2 separate regions of the Sus scrofa genome follow, and region 2 is linked to region 1. Evidence: chromatin contacts called from public HiChIP or PLAC-seq data. All regions are on one chromosome and are shown on one strand. Each heading gives the region's core, a stretch centred on a gene start, on an enhancer-like site or on the middle of the called end of the contact. The rest is flanking DNA. Distances are from core to core; before and after follow the strand shown. Region 1 overlaps CHMP4B (charged multivesicular body protein 4b). Region 2 overlaps RALY (RNA-binding protein Raly).

Evidence for each region. HiChIP or PLAC-seq counts read pairs in DNA pulled down with a chosen protein or histone mark.
Region 2: an H3K27ac HiChIP or PLAC-seq map of alveolar macrophages shows a contact between it and region 1. The contact joins two enhancer-like sites. A contact is called at or near these places in 1 of 5 promoter capture datasets (liver) and 1 of 2 datasets of contacts at active chromatin or transcription factors (alveolar macrophages).

Annotation. Positions count from the first base shown.
Region 1 is chr17:37,301,184-37,304,167 of Sscrofa11.1, forward strand. All of the region lies in intron 1 of CHMP4B (charged multivesicular body protein 4b), which reads left to right. Among named protein-coding and RNA genes, the nearest start is that of CHMP4B, 17 kb to the left of the region's middle. Within about 2 kb of position 1,423, at least 4 of the 83 cell types and tissues checked have an H3K27ac peak or open chromatin away from gene starts, as enhancers often do. A contact at or near this core is called in alveolar macrophages, where this site is marked.
Region 2 is chr17:37,456,872-37,459,855 of Sscrofa11.1, forward strand. The region is part of intron 1 of RALY (RNA-binding protein Raly); the gene reads left to right. Among named protein-coding and RNA genes, the nearest start is that of RALY, 11 kb to the left of the region's middle. Within about 2 kb of position 1,465, at least 4 of the 83 cell types and tissues checked have an H3K27ac peak or open chromatin away from gene starts, as enhancers often do. A contact at or near this core is called in alveolar macrophages, where this site is marked.

The DNA.
Region 1 (2,984 bases), core at 173-2,672:
TGTCTGTATCCTAGGACTGTGTGTGACATGAATAGTAGTAGATAGTCAAGTGGTGGTTGTTTTCTTATTTTTTTGTGATTCACCATTAAGTGCATAGGCAGTGCTGGGTTGGTGCATTCACAGAGCAGAGTGATAGCTGTGAACCCTGTGGGCTCACAACCATAGACTGGGAACCAACTGATGCATTATATCATGAGATTTGAGAGGACAGCAGCCCTAAAACTGCAGGCTTTTCTTGAAACCATGAACTATGACCACACTCGAGATGGAAACCTCCACACTCTGTGGAAAGAAAAGGCCAACAGGCTACCCAGAGTCCTCAGTGCAGCTCTCTCAATAGCTGTACAGTGGGGCATTTGTGATAAAAGAAGAGGCATTTGGCTGGAAACAAGCTTTAAGTTCCTAGCATTAGTTGGTAAATGGGGCATGAATCTAAGGGGAGTTTAAAATAATGGCCTTAAACTTGAGAACCTATTTCCAGAGCCTCTCATCTTGAGGCACTCAGCTTCTCTGACAAGAACTATTACTCTTATTTCATGGAGTTCCCGTCCTGGCTCAGTGGTTAACGAATCCGACTAGGAACCATGAGGTTGAGGGTTCGATCCCTGCCCTTGCTCAGTGGGTTAAGGACCTGGTGTGGCCATGAGCCGTGGTGTAGTTTGCAGATGCAGCTCGGATCCCGCGTGACTGTGGCTCTGGCGTAGGCTTGGCAGCTACAGCTCTGATTAGACCCCTAGCCTGGGAACCTCCATATGCCGCGGGAGTGGCCCAAGAAATGGCAAAAAGACAAGGAAAAAAAAAAAAAAAGAGCTATTACTCTTATTTCAAAGGTAAGAGGCAGAGAGATCAGGAAAGAGAGCCAGCTACTCCCAGGTTTAGGAGCTGGGACTCTGGTTGGCATCTTAGGATGGAGCTGTTTGTTTCTGTAGGATGATGTTGGGAAAGGGAAAGGGAAAGGGTTGTTAGATTAAGTTCCACCAATTTGGCCAACATTTTGAGTTTCCACTGTGAAAGACTCCATGTGGGGGCCACTATGGAACACAGAGGGGTGGGCACAGGTGAAGGGGATTCGGGACAGAGGAAGGGGCTAGGGTCATTCCAGGCAGAGGAGACTGCGTACGGGAGGATTCTGGGCTGTGGGTAAGGGATGGTGAGAGCTGGAAAGGTAAGCTGTGGCCTCCCTAAGGAGGCCCTGGATGCTAAGCTGAGGAATCTGTTAGGTTGAATTTAGGGAGGCACGCACTAGGTGGGCACGTTCTGTCTAGAGAGCAGTTTGCTGGGGACCAGCAGCCATCTTCCTCCAGCACCTGGTGAAGTTTCCCGTTGGGGGGGTTTCTGCCCATTTTCACTTGAGGGAATGAGGTGGGTGAGGGGCTGTTTCCTCATAAGGGAGGACCCATGGCCTCACTACCCGTTTTCTTGTTAGTTCTTTCTGGTTCCTCTTCTGCTTTTTCTGAAGCCCAGCACATCCTGGGTAGCTGGTAGAGGCAGAATAGCAACTTCTTTTCGGTTCTGAGGGTATCGCAGGTTACATGCCAAAGGTAATTAGATGAAGAAATATCTCCTACCTGAACTAGCTTGACCCAGTTATTTATTTTTAATTTTTTAATTTTTTTTTTTTTTGGTCTTTTGTCTTTTTAGGGCCACACCTGTGGCATATAGAGGCTCCCAGGCTAGGGGTCTAATCGGAGCTGCAGCTGCCAGCCTACACCACAGCCACAGCAACACCAGATCCGAGCCACATCTGCAACCTGCACCACAGCTCATGGCAACGCTGGATCCTTAACCCACTGAGCGAGGCCAGAGATGGAACCCGCAACCTCATGGTTCCTGGTTGGATTCATTTCTGCTGCACCACGACGGGAACTCCCCTTTGGGATTATTTAATTTTGCCTTTATGTTTATCTTTGAGCCGAGAGACAGCTAGTTACTTCCCTTGCCTGATGACAGGGACCTCTGTTTCTGAGGCCATATATTTCGAGTTCAGCCTGAACTCTCCTAGTCATAAAAATCTAAGAACGACCTCTCCCAGCCTCCCATTAGCTTTCCTGTTCTCCAGGGGTTGAACCTCCACTCAGGGTGGCTGAACAGAGTCCTAGGACCTGGAGACACTGTGCTTCTAGTTCTCACCCTGTCAGCTGGTATCTTTGGGCAAGTGCCTGCCCAACTCTAGGCCTTAGTTTTCTCAACAATGAAATGAGAAGAACTGATTAAATGGATGCTAAAGTTCCTTCCCACTCCAACATTCTCTGAGTCAACAAGTGCCATATTACAGTAATCCTCCAGAGAACCAGGTGTGGCTCCAAGCAGTTTTGCGGCGTAAAAAGAGGGAGTAGCTCAGCATTCCTTTTGTCTGTTAACAGCGTGAGTACATCCCTGCTCATTGTAAAAGCCACATACTGTTTTGTAGATGCTGGACATTTTTCTGTTTGATTCCATGTTTCAGAGGCCAGAGCCAAATGATGGTTTTTAGCTGTTCCCCTGAGGCTCCATCCAGGTGAGCAGCACAGATGGCCTAAGGCAACTCTCCTCCTTTGGATCAATAGCCTGTCTCTGACTAGACCGCCAGCCTTTCAGCAAATCAGAGCCACAGATTTCTGCAGGGGCTGAGCAGGTTTAAGCCCTGCTGGACAAGAACTCAGCACTGACCATTTCGGCAAATTGGGGGTGCTTCCTTGTGGTAGGACCTGACCTGCTCACTGACCCACCTTTGGGACCATGGGACCAGGGGATTTGTGTCCTGTGTGAGGGGAGTGGAGAAGGGAACGAGCTTCCAAGGGTTGGCCTGACTTACTTTAATGAATCTGCTCTTGAGGATGGCAGTTGGAGATGATGCTGGCGTCTTGGGAAGAGCTTCCCTGCATGGCCTCCTGTCTGGAGTGTGAATCTGGCACCACCGTGAGCAGCTCAGCCTCTTAGGAATGTGGAGGACATCTACCCACCTGGTTCTAAATTAAGGCCTTTAAAATCTCAAGTCTTTGCTA
Region 2 (2,984 bases), core at 215-2,714, 160 kb after region 1:
GCACCCAGTGTGTAAAGTCAAGAACTTGAGGGTAGGGACAGCATTGTCCTTTAGGTTTGGGTGTCCGGACATCTGCCTAATGCTTTCCCTGTTCTCTTCACCTCAGTTCTCTGGCAGGCTTCAGGAAGATTTGATATTGTCTAGCTTCTTATTTAGGAATTAATAAAATTAAATTTCATATTGAATTATTTTAAGTTTTGTTATACTCAGTTTTTTTTTTTTTTTTTTTTGTCTTTTGTCTTGTTGTTGCTATTTCTTGGGCCGCTCCCGCGGCATATGGAGGTTCCCAGGCTAGGGGTTGAATCGGAGCTGTAGCCACCGGCCCACGCCAGAGCCACAGCAACGTGGGATCCGAGCCGCGTCTGCAACCTACACCACAGCTCACGGCAACGCCAGATCGTTAACCCACTGAGCAAGGGCAGGGACTGAACCCGCAACCTCATGGTTCCTAGTCGGATTCGTTAACCACTGCGCCATGACGGGAACTCCTATACTCAGTTTTGAAATAAAATAGCTCTATATTGTTTGCAAGTGGAATTACTTGAGGTGTGGTTTCTGGCATTTGATCAATTTGTGACTTATTAATTGTGACTATGCTGTGGTTCTTAAAGCCCATGCTAGTGTCTCTGTCAGGCTTTTTTGGACACTTTGTAGCATGGAGCCCTAGAAATGGAGGGAAGGTTGAGTTTACCCTGTCTCGAAGAGCTCTTGCTCTTCCCTTGTCCCTACCTCAAAAACAGTGTTATTTGGGATGCTGTGTTATGTTCATGATTTCTTCCAGTTTAGCATTACTTAAGAGATCTAAAAGAAGAGGAAATATGCCTGTGTACGTCCACAAACGTTAGGGCCAATACTGAAATCAATCAGCCAAACTGTGGAGCCCACTGAGTGCCTTCCTTGGTTCTGTGAGGGAGGTAAATATATATGTAAAGCATACTCTTATCTTCAGGGAACCTTTGGTCTCTTTGGGGAAATAGGTAATCATGAAGATGTAGATGATAAAAAGGCAGTTTGGTTAGAGAGCTTGGTTTGGAAGACTAAGGTCTTACTCTTATACCCTGGAACTAATTTGGCTAGGTAAACTGGGGTAAGTCATTTTTCTCTCTATGAAGCTCCATTTTCTCATCTATAAAATGGGGTTAATCTATGTCTTGGCTTCTTCACATTGTTATTGTGAGGAACAGGTTAGATAATGTTATTAAAAGTGCATTATAAAACCAAATGATGCAGTTTAAATGTGAAAAAATCATGAGTCATTTGACAGAGGTAATAGGTAAATAGCAGTTTTCTATAGAAGGGGCGATTTCTTTGTGCTGAAGTGATCAGAAAGAGTGGTCTGGACCAGCCTTGGGATTGGGAGAAAGAATGATGGAAGCATTTAGACAGAGGCAATGAGGGAGCAAAGGACTGTAGGCAGAACTGCTGAGGAGGAGCAGTGAGTGAGTATTCTCCAACCACATGCTTGAGTCATAGGGTTCAGGTGCAGTAGTTACTGACAGTTTTCAGAGGCATACCAGATCACGCTCTCATCAGCTGTGTTTGAGAGAAATCCTGTTGCTTCACATCCTTGACAACACTTACATTATCTGTCTTTCTCATTTTATGTCTCTCTGGTTGGTATGTAGTTACAGGAATGAATTGTAAGGGGAAGTTCCCGTTGTGGTGCAGCGGAAACGAATCCAACTAGGAGCCATGAGGTTGTGGGTTCGATCCCTGGCATCACTCAGTGGTTTAAGGATCTGGCCTTGCTGTGAGCTGTGGTGTAGGTTGCAGATGCAGCTTGGATCCTGCATTGCTTTGGCTGTGGCATAGGCCAGTAGCTCTAGTTCCAATTGGGCCCCTAGCCTGGGAACCTCCATATGCCGCCGGTGCAGCCCCTAAAAGCAAAAAAAAAAAAAAAAAGCAGTGAATTGTGAGAATCGTAATATGAACTCTCAGATAGCAAGACCATAAAGAGGTAGTGATTGGGAGGTTCAGAGGAGGGAGAGATTGTTTCTTTTGTGGGTATTTGTCACTCAGGGAACATTTATGGAGGAGTGAACATCTGAGCTGGGCCTTGTAGGATAAGAATAGTCACCATGTATTATCCAGGACCTTCCAAATCTCTAATATTCTGTCTGATTGTGCTTATAAGTGATGAATCACCAGTATTTCTATGTCTGGGCCAAATCTCTCCTCTAGACTACCCAGAAGCAGCACCCAGATATCTTTTCTCAGCTGCTGTGCTTCTCTCCTCTACCCACCCCCCCGCTTTTGTCTTTTCTAGGGCCACACCCATGGCATATGGAGGTTCCCAGGCTAGGGGTCCAATCAGAGCTGAAGCTGCCAGCCTGCACAACAGCTCACAACAACGCTGGATCCCCAACCCACTGAGTGAGGCCAGGGATTGAACCTGCAACCTCATGGTTCCTAGTCAGATTCGTTTATGCTTCGACACGACGGGAACTCCCTCTCCTCTACCTCTTTAATTCCAGAAAGTATGGTTGCAGAAGATTTAGGCTCCAGAGATGGAAAGAGGACATTCTGTGCAATGGGAACAACTTGAACAGAAACACAGATCAGGTGGCATCCATATTCCTGCTAATGAGCAGAGTAGGAAAGACACGTCCCATACTTTGGGGGTGGGTGGTGCCTTCTCATAGTCTCTTGGAACAGGTGGAAAAGGTAATCCCATCCCCAAGCCAATTTGTATTTAAATCGGATAGAAGGACGAGAATGACCTCTTTGCCTGAAATTACATCATTTCAGGGAAGAAATTAATCTAGCAAGCAGTCATACTCGAAGTATATTGAAAGAGATCTTGTCTTCTCTTAAAATGGAGGGGCAGGAAGGGAAATGCCAGGACCTAAAGAGCTTAGTCTCTCAGTGCTCATCTATTACTTGTATATTTGCTCAGGGAAAAATTGCCATTTCTTTGTCAGCTTTTATCCTGCCGTGTGAACCTTAGCTGGGTGTTTATTTTCTGTAGTTTTACCAAATCACTT